Linked DNA regions of Drosophila melanogaster: region 2 is linked to region 1. A link is a contact called in public Hi-C data. All regions are on one chromosome and are shown on one strand. The core of a region is the stretch at or near the end of the contact, and the rest is flanking DNA. Distances in the headings are between cores, read along the strand shown. Region 1 holds the start of CG12111. Region 2 holds the start of CG2004.

Region 1 (6,283 bases), core at 2,014-4,513:
AGTGAATTTGCGCGCAAAATGTAAAAAAAAGCAACATAACCGCTAATGCAATTGAAAATTACCATTTTCCAAAGAAATAATAGAAATGCGCAATGACCCTTGTAACTTCCAAAAACTCGTTTAATTATATTATTCCGAGTTAGTTTTATGCCTAAAATGTAAATGTTTTTATGATACCACTATTACTATTATGATTAAGCCTATATTTGAAGCCTATACTTAGTTTTAATTATTATTATTATAATTAAGGTAAAAAAAATTGTGAGCCTACTTAAATTGTTCGAACACATTGTCCAACCCCAAAGCAATTGTGTTTTAAAGCTAAAACAAAAAAAAAAAAACAAAAAAACAAAACAAAGAAACAAAACAAAACGACAAAAAAAGCAAAAAAAACCTACAACGCATCTTTTGTTTAAACTTATTTATGATTAATTGACTATTATGATTATGCAATGTTGTGCATTTTGCATAGATTCCTGCCATTTGTTTGTATAGTTGTTCACAAATCTCTGTAAATACTTAGTTACCGCCCATCCCCCTGTGACGCACCGCCACGCCTCCCGCCCCACCCACCACGCCCCTTCTAAACGCACTGCCATTTTGAGAAAGGTTTTTAAAAAACACGTCGAAAAGGAGCTAGCAGAAGAGTAGAAAAGAAGATTTAGACTTTGTACATGTATAACATTTTAGGCTGTTCTTCTTTTTCCATTTGTAAGAGACAAAGAAACAAAGAAAGCAAAACAAAAAAAAAGCCCAAACCAGAAACATAAACCCAACTAATTGTAAAGTCACCTAAATAGTCTACGAACATGTTTGTCAATCGAGTCGCGAACATAGAGCTCTGTAATACTAGGCGGCAACATTTAAAATTTCATTCTGAAAGTGCAACATTTCTGATTCTTGGAGATTGTAAATGACATACACAAAAAAAAAAAAACGCGGCTTTAAATGTACATCAAAACATGTTGCAATACTTGAATATGGATTTCTCTGTTGTATGGTGTGATAGCACAATTTTTGTTTGCATCATTTATGTATAGTTCTGTAATGTCTAATGTCTTAATATTTAACTTCTATTATAGTTTCTCATTTGGCTTTCCTTTCGATCATATGTATGTATTTGTGAACTGTTGCGACATTAAGCTTGTTTGTGAATCGTGAGCTAAGAGTTCATAGTATTGAATCTGAAGTATCGACCTTGAGTGGTTCAAAACCTAAAGTTAATTTTTTAATTTTCGAAATGTGTGTGAAAGAGAAACGTCATTTAGGACCCTCGATATTTCAGAAAAATCGAGATTAGGTTCAATATCTTTTTTTTTTCTGTTGCCTAGTGTGAATTAAAGCGATGTTCAATGTTGACAAAGGCCGAAGGTGCGCTCTCCCTTTCGCACGACGACTCCTACAAGCTGGCAGCTTTGAAGCCCACCTTACACATACACACTTTCTCACTCACATCACAAACACACACAAGCGCAAAGGCTCCCCCCACACAGATACCCGAACAGAGAGGGACACTTAACGATAAAGTTAGCATAGAAAGTTGGGGAAGACGGGGCAATGAGCCGTTAGTAAGAATGAGAAAGCGGTTGCGATAGAGCGAGATAAAGTAATAAGGAACGAAATAGAGAGCGAGCGAGAGTAACATATAAGAATTATTAAATTTATGCACTCGTCTGTTGAATATTTATATGAATTATATGTATGTAGTTACTAATATTAACTAATTGATAAATATACAATATTTATATGCATAACTTGTGGATTAATGTGAACAAACAAATGTTTAGAATTAGCAATCTAGCCACGTAAGACTCGTAAATGGTAAATCGTAAATCGACAACTACTTAGACTACATAACTGTGTACCAGAGCATATGTAAGCACATAAGCACTCCCACACACACACACACGAATACACCACTACATGCATACTCGCTATGAATGTTGAGATTATGTCGTAGATTTTTTCAATATCGATCACGTTTTCGCCTAGCCTAGCAAGTAAGCCGCAGATCTAACTGTAAAACTAACCCATTTCCCCACTGGATTCCATGCATTCGAAATCGTTTCATCCTTCGTCCATCATTGCCCATTCAGTCCTTCGTTTTCGTTTCAGTTTGCGCTCCGTTCGCAGTTCCCAACTTTCATATTACGTGTGCCGTTATTGTTATATAACACACATGCATATACTCGAAACATACACAGTTTTTTGTCGTCGCGATATTAGTGGGTATTAATAAATTAAATTAAATTTAATTAACTACATTTAACGCAACTAAATTCAATTCAAGTGAATCAAATGAATCGATCGATAATACATGTATGTATATGATAGAGTTCAATAGCTGTGTAAGAATCGGAATCGTAACAATTTAGTATGCAAAAATCGTAAATCTAACTGATTGTATAATTAGCGAAAAGAGAATAACGGATGCGATAAGCAAAACGATGCGACAAATAAAAGCCGGCAAAAACTACAACTTTTGTTTTTAATATGTACCAATATTCGTAATATTCGTAAAACAACTCGGTTTTGCCCCAACTTCAATTGAACTTATTTTAATATATGTATGTAATGCTGGTTTTATTTTAGAACCAATCGAAAACTACCACTTAATGTAGGTGAACTTGAAGGTTTTCGGTTCCGTCGCCTCGCAGACGTACAGCATCTGGATCTTGCAGTTGGCATCGTTGATCATCTCCCGGGTGGCGAACATGTGGACGCAGTTCTCGTTGCCGCCGTAGTTATCCGGCATTTGCTTGGGCCCGTTCCAAGGGGCGTAGGTCATCGGGCGGCCGTTGGACATCCAATAGAAGGCGCCCTCGGTGCCCAGGTCATTGCCCGATATCCAAAAGTAATCATTGTTCTTGAACCCCTTGGCCTTCATGTATTTGATCAGCGCCTCCATTTCCGGCTTATCCTCGATGGAGGCCAAGTGGGCGTTCATCATGCGACAGGCGCCGGCCGCCTGAAACCAATTCACCTTATTCATGGGCTCGATGTAGTAATAGTTGTCCCCGATCCGCACGAACGGTGTGGTATCAATCTCCGATGGAATGCCTAGCGATATTGTGGGATTTCTTTATTAGTCCGCCACACTTTACAAACAATTCCTATTATACATACCATTATAGACCTCGGTGCGGTAGTTGGTGAATATGTTCACATCGGGCAGATAGGCCAGTGACGGTATCCCGACGCTCGTCAGGATTAGCAGCAGAGTCTCGGTGCGGTACATCAGTGGTCAGCGGTTCGTGCTCAAGTATCCGTCTCCTGCGGTTCTGGCCACTTATATATCCATGCTGCGCAGCTGTTTATCCAATGGGTATCGGCTGAAATAGCAACATGATTCCAAACAAGAAACTCAATCCAACAAACGGACATGAGTGAAAAGTTATAAATATGGTTTTGTTTATTTAAAATCTCAATTGTTGATTTTGTTAGCAAGTTTATTCGATATGCGCTATTATGCAGTTGGCTTTTGCTTACGGTTAAGTTTAAATAAAGTTTTAAACACTAAACGAGCTCAAAAATAAATATTTCTTGAAATTTGTTGATTTACCTAATAGTGTATGTAAATATTCAAATAATTTCTTGCTGGATCATTTTGTAAATCTATTCCTGTATATATATGGAGCTTTCGAAAGCAAAACTCAGATCGTCGCCCGCAGATCGAATTCGGGACTGAAACTGGTCATCTGGTTGGGTTGCGGTGCGTTCGTCACCTGCTGCGCCGGCCACACAATGCCCTCGATCCAGTCGACGAAGCTGGACACCCTGGTGTACACCGATGGCGGTCCACTGGCGCATCCCTGTCCCAGCGATGTGATGCCCACCACATAGCCAAGCAGGCCGTCCTGCATGAGCAGCGGTCCGCCGGAATCGCCCTGGCAGGTGTCCCGCTCGCCGGTTATATCGCCGGCGCACATCTGCGTGCCCAGCACGCCCTGAGCCAGCTGATCCTTTTGGTAGTGGTGCTGGCACTCCTCGTTGCTCACGCTTTTCAGCGGCACCTTTAGCAGCTGAGCGGAGGATAGACCGGCGAAGCTGGTCTGCCCATAACCAATGGCCGTGACCAGCGTGTTGGTCACCTCCTTCTGCGTCCAAATGCAAGTGGGCTTCAGTTCCGGCTTGGCCGCCGTCTCCAGCTCAAGCAGCGCAATATCGTTGTATGCCGTGCTGGCACTGTAATCCGGATGGATGATCACGCGCCGAATGCTTATATCCTCGCCCTCGGTCAGGGTTAGATTGTCGCCACCGAGGCGCACCTGACTGGGTGGCTCACTGGAAGAGAAGAAGCGACATTAGGATTGAGAGCTCAACAATCTATGTACATACGAATATCAGGGGATATTTCCATTGCCAGGGAAAAACCGCCAATCATGCAGATTAGCGTTCCAACTTACCCGCCCAAATCGGCACAGTGGGCTGCGGTCAGGACAAAGTTGTTGGCGATAAGGGCGCCGCCGCATCGATAGTATATCCTCTGATCGAAGTTCGAACGCCAGCCCAATGCGGCCATGAAGGGGAACTCCCGCGGACGGGTGGGCATGCCGCCCACCACCGACACGAAGAACTCGTCGATCTCTTTGACCTTTGACACCTTGTTCAGTTCATTGCAGGCTGGGGGAAATGGAAACGTCAGGGGATACCCTGTGGTTAGTCATGGATGACAACACATTATAAGGCTCGAAACTAGGGCCAAATGATACATATACTTGCAATAATACAATATGTCTGTTATTTATGGATATGTTGAGGTGGGTCAGCTTACCCTGCTGGCTGGATCGGGTGACAATTGGAGCTACAGCTGGGGCGCAGCACACATAGTGGTCGAACCTCACAAAGTAGCAGGTCTTGGGCGATTCGCGCCGCTCTAGCCAGCCGTTCAGGGCACTGGGACAGTCCTCCATGCGCCGGCAGGTGCCCTTCGTCCGCGCCACGTCCTCCAGTTGGCACTCATCGAAGGTTTCGACGGGGAAGATGATGCCGCGCAACGATTGCGGACTTATGGCGGGCGTGGCGTGAACTTCGACGAAAAAAGTACCATTTGAATGGATGTGAAATACATGTGAGTCAGCCAGTCACTCGACGCGACTGAGCTGGGAAAACCCCTTGATCGATCAGATATTCCTGTACTCACCTGCCAAAAGTGGTAGCGACACCAGCAGAAGGTGCAGATACACACGAGTGGGTATGCAATGGGTAGACCGAATGCTCATCCTCCGTTCTTGATCAGCGCCAGCGGCGGACTGCAGTGGGGTCAGCTCGACAAGTGGCGATCCCAGATCGGAAAGCAGAAACCAGCCGGGCAACTTCCAACATCCAAGTGCCAATTAACCGAAAGCCAACGGACACACAGTGAGAAAAGCGACACAATATACATACAATATAGATGGGGAGTACAAAAGTGCATTTATTTTTTGAATTCTATAAACTTGAAAGTGTAGAGCAAACATAGTGCATTTTTTTTTTGCACATATAGATTCCTAAAAGCATTAAAATAAATTTGTACTTTCTGTTTGAAATACAATAAAGGTTATTCGCGTTCATTATACATTTTGATTATTGTCGTGCCAACTTGGATTTATTGATTTCAAACAAAAAAAATACGCATTTGTTTAATTCCCGAGCTGTATTATCTGCTCGGTCGCTTCTTGACTTTTGTGACACGAGTTTTGGGCTTTTTTGATAGCAGCCAGAATCGAAACGAAAGCAATATATTGTATTATATAAGCAAGAACAACCGGTTCTGCCGCTAAATTCATTTGTTTACTTGGATTTGGCTCATTGAACTTGGCTTATATGAATTGTTTACATTTGTTTACTTTATGTTTTTTATACTTTGCCTTGCAGCGTATCCAGCTATCAGCTTACTTGTTTTCAATCAGTGTGAGGCTGCGCGAATGGCGCCATAGTATAAAGTATCTGATTTTCGGAATCTCAGCTTGAAAGGCGACTAAAATCTGGTCACATGTCTTGAAAAGCTTAAATAATGATTAAACAATCGCATAGTGACGATCGAACTGTGTACAATCATATTAAAATGCTATAAAAAGGACGCTCGTGCTGCTTCTGCGTGTAAATCGGAAAAAAATGCCTCGTCATTCCATCTTCGTCCATATCACCTCAGATGAAACCTCCGATGAAGATAAATCCAGCAGGCTTGGAAAGCCGAAGGGACTTTATATTCGTTCATGCTTGTTTTCATACGTTTATATCGTGTATTAGAATCTCCGAAGCAACATGTTTTGCCTGTGCTATGTAAACCAAAGTGGCCCTG
Region 2 (6,283 bases), core at 1,294-3,793, 140 kb after region 1:
CTAGTTTTAGCACCAGCACATACCATGTACATACCTTTCAAACTATGTTATTTTATTCATCAGTTATTGCCCATAAAGATCTGTTTTTAATCCAATCCAAAATGTGTTTATAATATGCTTTTAATTATCTGGAGTTACGTTTTGTACATTATATGGGTTACAATTACGAAATACCCAATACTATATGAATTCGATTTTATCATAGAAATTAATGAGCTCACTTAATGTAGCCCTGATCGATGGCGTGCTTGAAGATATCAGCCAGTCGCTGCTGCTTGGCGGACTCCTTGAAGGGTGTGATATTCCAGATGTCGGTGAGAATGGCGTTCTCCTTGATTCCATCCAGATCGGCCACCTCATCGTCCTCCATCATCGTCATCGGCAGCGATTCGATGCCCATGCCGCAACCAAAGCGACCAAAGTTCTTTAGCTCCTCTTGCAGTGATTCCCAGGAGATGATAGACTCTGCATTGCCACCGAGATCCTGAATCAAATCCTGGGCGCTCTCCAGGTAGGCGCGGAGCAGCTCATCGTAGTGCTGTTCCCTCAGCTCCTGGCTAGTGCAGGAATAGATGAAGAAGCTCAGGTCGAGGGCCAAGGAGGAGCACCTGGCCAACTGGAAATCAATGATGATGATCTCCTCCGATTGTCCCCGTTCGTTGTACTTGGTCAGAAAGTTGGGCGTCCAGCAATCGCCGTGCCCGAAGACACTCAACTTGGAGCGAGTGGACACCAGATTGATCAGATCATCGAACAGCGGCGGCTGCAGGAAGTTTGTGGCCACAGTCTCGTATTTGCTATTCGGATAGATCTGCTTGACGGCGTCCGTGGCCACATTCTCCGCCAGCAGGAGGAAGCCCGTGTACCACTCGCGGGTGTGTTCGCCATAGTAGGTCTCCTCCAGCGAACCAGCAGCCTTCTCGAAGTTCTTGCTATCCAGGGCATTGAAGGCCAGGGCCACGCCATGGAAACGACCCAGGGTCCGCATCGTCAGCAGGGCATCTTCCAGCGAAATGTAGTCTTGACTGCAAGGTAAGGTAAGGTAATTGAAGTAAATGTAGTTGTATAATTTATAATCAATAAGGGTTAATGGTATTAATGGTAGATATTGAAATAATCTATTGTATGGGAAGTCGACAGATAGTGTAGTTACACTTATTTATAGAAAGCTGATTTCATACGAAAGGGGTGGAGGAGGAGGAGGAGGAATAAACTAACCGTACAGGTGCCCTGTAGCCCCTGGGACCCACATCCTCCAGGGCGATGAAATCGTTGACGCCATCGCACAGGCTGGCCAGGCAGCGGGGGTACTCCACGAAGGGCTTCTTAGGCGCGGGCTGGCGGGACTTCTGGAATGCCTCGATGGCCGGCAACACCTTGGTGTAGAAGTTGATCTCGTTGCGGAAGAATATCACCGAACGGAAGAGTCGCCGACGGTGCAGATTGTCGGGCATGGCCTTCACGATCACACTGATCTCTAGTTGCTTCTCATCCTGGCCCTCTTCCGCCTCCTTGACGCCGTAGATGGTGATGCGGAAGACACGGCTCAGATAGGCGTCGCCCTTCTTGCCACTTGGGCCAAATTTGTACGAGGTGTGCCGGGTGCCGCCCGCGTTTCGGATGATCTCGTCCAGCGTCGCCTCCGAGAATTTGGCCGAAATGTCCGCGAAGCTGGGAAAGGTGCTCATCGTGGTGGTGTCCAAAGTGTGTCTGTCGCTGCCGGAGATCGCGATCTGCTATTTGTAACGAGTTAAACTATTTCAGCGCGGCGATAACACGGCGTAATCGGTGAAAAACAAAAATAGAAAAAAAGAAAATAGCAATTGGAAAAAAAACGTGAGCAGGCTGCTTGCTGATGCTTGAATACCCTCGCATTTATATGATTATCTTTTTAATTAATTATTAATTAATACTGCCTTAAGAGCTATAGGATATAGACATTAGATCGTTCGGAATGTCTAAGTGATCACACCCTTTGCAAGAGTATCCAAATACAAATAAAAATAAGCGGACAAGTTTGTTTACCGCGTTTTGTTTGGTACACGTCAGCCGCGTCTACGCCTCCGTCGCAGTCGACGTCGCTGCTCTCACTTACCGGCGTTTTTCACACTTTACACACGTGCGTGAGTTTTCGGTGACGTTTATGGTTTTGCCCTTTTGACCGCCAGCTCGTCGCAAGTGCTACTGATTTTGATTCGGATCGCGGGTGGCTATAAATTCGAAATGAATTACAATGCACAGCAGCAGCAGCTCAGTTGGTCACGCACACAAATGTAGGCACATGCACGCACACAGGTGTTTTGAATCCGAGTGAAGGCAGGGTTAGAGATGCGCAAGCCAGTTTCCAGCTGGTAAAGAGCTAGCGTCGCTTTTAAGCTACTTTCCTGTTGCTCCATTGATAGAAATTAATCCAAGCTATTAAAACCAAATGCATATAGTAATAGTTTAATTCATATTTATATATAGAGTTCCAACTCTAGTTTTGTAGCTTAGCACACTTGATTTTTGCCATCTCTAAGCAGCTGACAGCAACTAGCTGCCAGTGTTGGCAAACGACGCCAAACGTGCTGGAAAGCCTGTGCAGATTGCACGTGTGCCGCTCAACATTTGTTTTTTGTACTTTGATAATTTCCAAATAATCCGGAGAAATGACGGCCGTAGAGCCAGCGACAAAGAAGAAGCGCATCTCGAAGAAGAACAAATCGGCATGGCGCAAAACAGACATCCAGGATGTCGAGCAGTTCCTCGAAGATCAGCGCCAGGAGGAGCGCGTTGGGTGAGTTAGCGGGTAAACAATGTGGCCATCCGGAATCATTCATTTGCGTACTGCGCTTATTACAGAACGTTCGCGGATAAACAGGATGAGGATCTGTTCGTTGTGGACTCCAGCCTCCCGAAGACCAAGGCCACCGTTCTGAGTGTGAAGCAAAAGCGGAAGCTGAATGCCAAGAAGCCCATGCGCAGTTACCAGGCTTTGGAGAACACATCCAAAGTCCAAGATCCCATTGCCAAGCGGTGAGTTTGCAGCATATCCCTGACAGGCGATCTCATTTATCTTGAAATCCCTGCAGCAACCATGTGCGCCAGAAGAAGAACGGACGTAACATCGAGCTGGAGGTGTGCAATCCAACCAAGCCGCGCCATCGCCAGGCCAACAGCGATCGAGCTCAGTACTACGTAAAACTGGAACAGCGTCTGGCCGACAAGAAGAACAAGAAGCTTGATGTCGAGAAGGACATCTGGCAGGAGGTGGATTTTCGCGACGAGATTCCTGGACTCAAGGACGAGAAGGGTTGGATCAGTCGCGAACTGGCACTGCACACAGCTGGAAATATTGGCAAGAAGGTGGTGAAAACTCACGCTAGTCTGCACCACAAAACCACCAAAGCCAAGTGAGCACACTTTGCTGGGCCTTAAGCAGTCGGGTTATTATTGATTGTAATATGTCTTTTAGGAAATTCGAACTCCCGCATCCGGGCATGAGCTACAATCCCGCACCCGAGGATCATCAGGCGCTTATTGATCAGGTGGTGGAACGCGAGGAGGGCATCATTAAGAAGGAACAGCACCTTAAGCGCGTGACCACCAGCATGTTCTCCAAGGTGACGCCCGAGGAGAGAGATCGTCGTCGCCTAAATGAAATGAGCCAAGGCATGGACGAGGAGGAGGGTAGTGAGCTCGATGAGGATGTCCAAACGAATGGGAAGAAAAAGGAGGACGATGATGAAAAGCCATATCACACAATCAACGCTCCCGTGGAGAACAAAAAGAAGAGCAAGCAGGCTCGCCGCAACGAGCTCAAGCAAAAGGAGCTGGCGCGTCAAACAGAGCTCAAGAGGAAGCTCAAGCAACAGACGGCTGACCTGATACGGTAAGTTTCTAACTGATGGCGTTGTGGTCCATCTCTAATCTCTATTGTGTTTCTTCATTCAGCATCAAATCGATTCGCCACGAGCTAGACGATGAGGAGGAGGACCTGAATGATCTAAAGAAGCGCCGCAAGCAGCGCGCCGAGAAGGCCAAGTTTGAGCCGAAACGCCTGGGGCGTCACAAGTTCGAGGAGCCAGACCTAGACGTAAATCTGCCCGAGGATATCGCCGGAAATCTGCGCAACGTGAAGACTGAGAGCAGTCTGCTGAAGGACCGCTTCCACACGCTGCAACGCAACAATATGTTGCCCACGACAAAGCTCGTCAGCCGCAAGAAGTCCAAGGTCAAGCGCTTCGAGCGCAACTCCCACAAGGAGCCGGGCGTTAGCTATAATGACCTCAAGGAACGGCGCAGGGCGGCCGCCGCTGCAGCCAAGGCTACTGCCAATATCAAGATATAGTTCAGTTATTAGGTCTCTTTATTTTTAACGGAGCTTACAACAATATGTACTTTTCTATAGAATTAAAATCCACATTCTTTTTCCCCCCAAACGAAAAAAATTATGAACTCTAGATCAGGGACTTGCCCTGACTGCGTCTCTGTTTCGGATTGTTCTTCTTTTTCTTCTTGGACAGCGGAGCTGCCAGGTCGCCATCCTCACGCGTCTCGATTGGTCCATCCAGTCGCTTTACGCCACTGAAACGAAAGAGAGGCAAATACGAAATAAGTTATATTTTTTTTAACTGAGTGATGTTTATAATAAAACGAAACTGGAGACAAATAAATAAACGTGGTTATGTATTAAGCACATTATTAAAAAAAATAGGCGCACCTACCTCTTGACGGAGAGCAGCCCGCTGCCACCGCCTGTTCCGTTTGTTTCCAGCGCCTTGGACCAATCCTCTTCGGTGCCCTTGATTTGGAATTCGTCCAGCTGCTCGGCCTTCAGGCGCTTCAGCTCCTTGCGCTGCTGCTTGCTCAGCTTCTGAGCGGTTTGATCCAGCTCCTTGTCGAGGGACAGAGTCAGCGGTTGCAGTTCCTCGCCCTTGGACAGATCCGCCTCCCGCAGCATGCCGCCTTCGATATGCTCCTCCAGTACCGACCGGAAGCACTGATTGCACCGTTTCATGGCATCGAAAAATTTCGCCAACAACTGGTTACCCGGCATATTCAGCTCCAGACCCAACGCATCCACAGTCTTGCCCTGCACGCCCAGAGCCAAAAGGATGCCCTGCTGCACCAGGTCAAGCTGCAGACCATCGATCCTGCCCTGAAAATACAGCTGGGCAATGTCCGTGAGCAGATCGATGATTAGACGAAACTCGGACTGCTGGCGGGCGTAGCTCTCCAAGCGCTGCAGATCGTGCGGCAAGAAGTAAACATCCAGCATTGGCTTATCGAGTACTTTCAGTGCACTACCTTCCGTGTCCACGGACTTGTTCTTCAGCAAGGCCAAACAGAGTTTCGTCTCGAATTCCCTGAACGTCTTTCCCATCAACTTGAGGACTCTCCTGCGGAAGTCCTGGTAGTACAGGCCCAGCCAGGGCGTGGCATTGGGCGTGTGCAGCATAATGCAGCTATGCTCGGCGGTCAGTTCGTTAGATTTCTGGCTCAAATAGACGGGCACAAAGCCGGCGTTCTTCCAGAACTTCAGCAGCTCGGTGGTGAGGCCATAGGATGTGCCAATATAGTCCACGTGTTCCGGGACACGTTCGTGCAAGCGCTGCAGAAGTGTGGGTATACGACTACGTGGCCGGATTTGTTCCTTCAGCAGACTAAGTTCCTCCTCCTCCACTTCCTCGATACCTATGCAAAATTTAAAGTATTATGTAGTGCATAATAAACCATTGGCGTGCGTGCACTCACCTTTACCAGCATCCTTGCTGGCAACTGGACCGTCCTCCAGATTAGTGTGCTTCCTTGCATAGTAGTCCTTGAGCAGCTGAATGGCCCGCTTGCCATAGCCCATCCTCTGGTAATTCGGATGCGTGGCTACCCTCACAATGCGAACGCCACACAGCTTGGGAAAATCTCGATCGCCATACTGCTCGGCTACGTTCCAGGGAATCAGATCGCCCGCCGCCTTCTTGCCCCTGCCCAGGGAATCGCTGATGCTCTGGGCGGAGATCTGACCCTCCAGTGCCACTTGGATAACCACCAATATCTCTGGCAGGGCGTCCATTCGCTGAACCGGACCCAGTAGACAGAATAGATGATGCGCCGGGGCATCGCTCATCATCTGCAAATCGTTTGGTGTGTTCTTGTAGTGCGAGGACACATAAATGGAGACCAGGCGATGGAGAAAGGCCTCGGCAGCCTTGTGATACGAAAACAGGGCGTCCCTGTCCACATAGTACAGTTCACAAGCATCCGGCGTGGGACAGCCCGAGCTAATACTCGGCACCGTACTGGC

What was found. A called contact is a pair of places that touch in the nucleus more often than the background predicts.
Region 2: a contact with region 1 is called in a Hi-C map of the Kc167 cell line, with 2.5 times the contacts expected there. The contact joins the promoter of CG2004 here to the promoter of CG12111 in region 1. A contact is called at or near these places in 3 of 107 Hi-C or Micro-C datasets (the D17-c3 cell line and the Kc167 cell line) and 1 of 6 datasets of contacts at active chromatin or transcription factors (the Kc167 cell line).

Annotation. Positions count from the first base shown.
Region 1 is chrX:8,567,685-8,573,967 of dm6, forward strand. CG12111 reads right to left here and starts at 3,264. Exons shown (of 2, transcript NM_001272412.1): 1 at 3,127-3,264; 2 at 2,524-3,060. The coding sequence starts at 3,238. The coding sequence ends at 2,606. It overlaps Trf4-1 (Topoisomerase related function 4-1), which reads left to right. Exons shown (of 5, transcript NM_001272411.1): 5 at 1-2,475. It overlaps spirit (Serine Protease Immune Response Integrator), which reads right to left and starts at 5,909. Exons shown (of 5, transcript NM_167161.2): 1 at 5,845-5,909; 2 at 5,144-5,315; 3 at 4,775-5,029; 4 at 4,407-4,623; 5 at 3,415-4,284. The coding sequence starts at 5,222. The coding sequence ends at 3,654.
Region 2 is chrX:8,712,381-8,718,663 of dm6, forward strand. CG2004 reads right to left here and starts at 2,544. Exons shown (of 3, transcript NM_001272424.2): 1 at 2,096-2,544; 2 at 1,219-1,755; 3 at 92-1,025. The coding sequence starts at 1,688. The coding sequence ends at 218. CG1785 reads left to right here and starts at 2,556. Exons shown (of 5, transcript NM_132274.3): 1 at 2,556-2,776; 2 at 2,842-3,015; 3 at 3,072-3,392; 4 at 3,455-3,871; 5 at 3,934-4,685. The coding sequence starts at 2,649. The coding sequence ends at 4,330. Hexo2 (Hexosaminidase 2) reads left to right here. Exons shown (of 3, transcript NM_080342.4): 3 at 1-98. It overlaps l(1)G0020 (lethal (1) G0020), which reads right to left. Exons shown (of 5, transcript NM_132275.2): 3 at 5,737-6,283; 4 at 4,707-5,676; 5 at 4,333-4,566. The coding sequence ends at 4,440.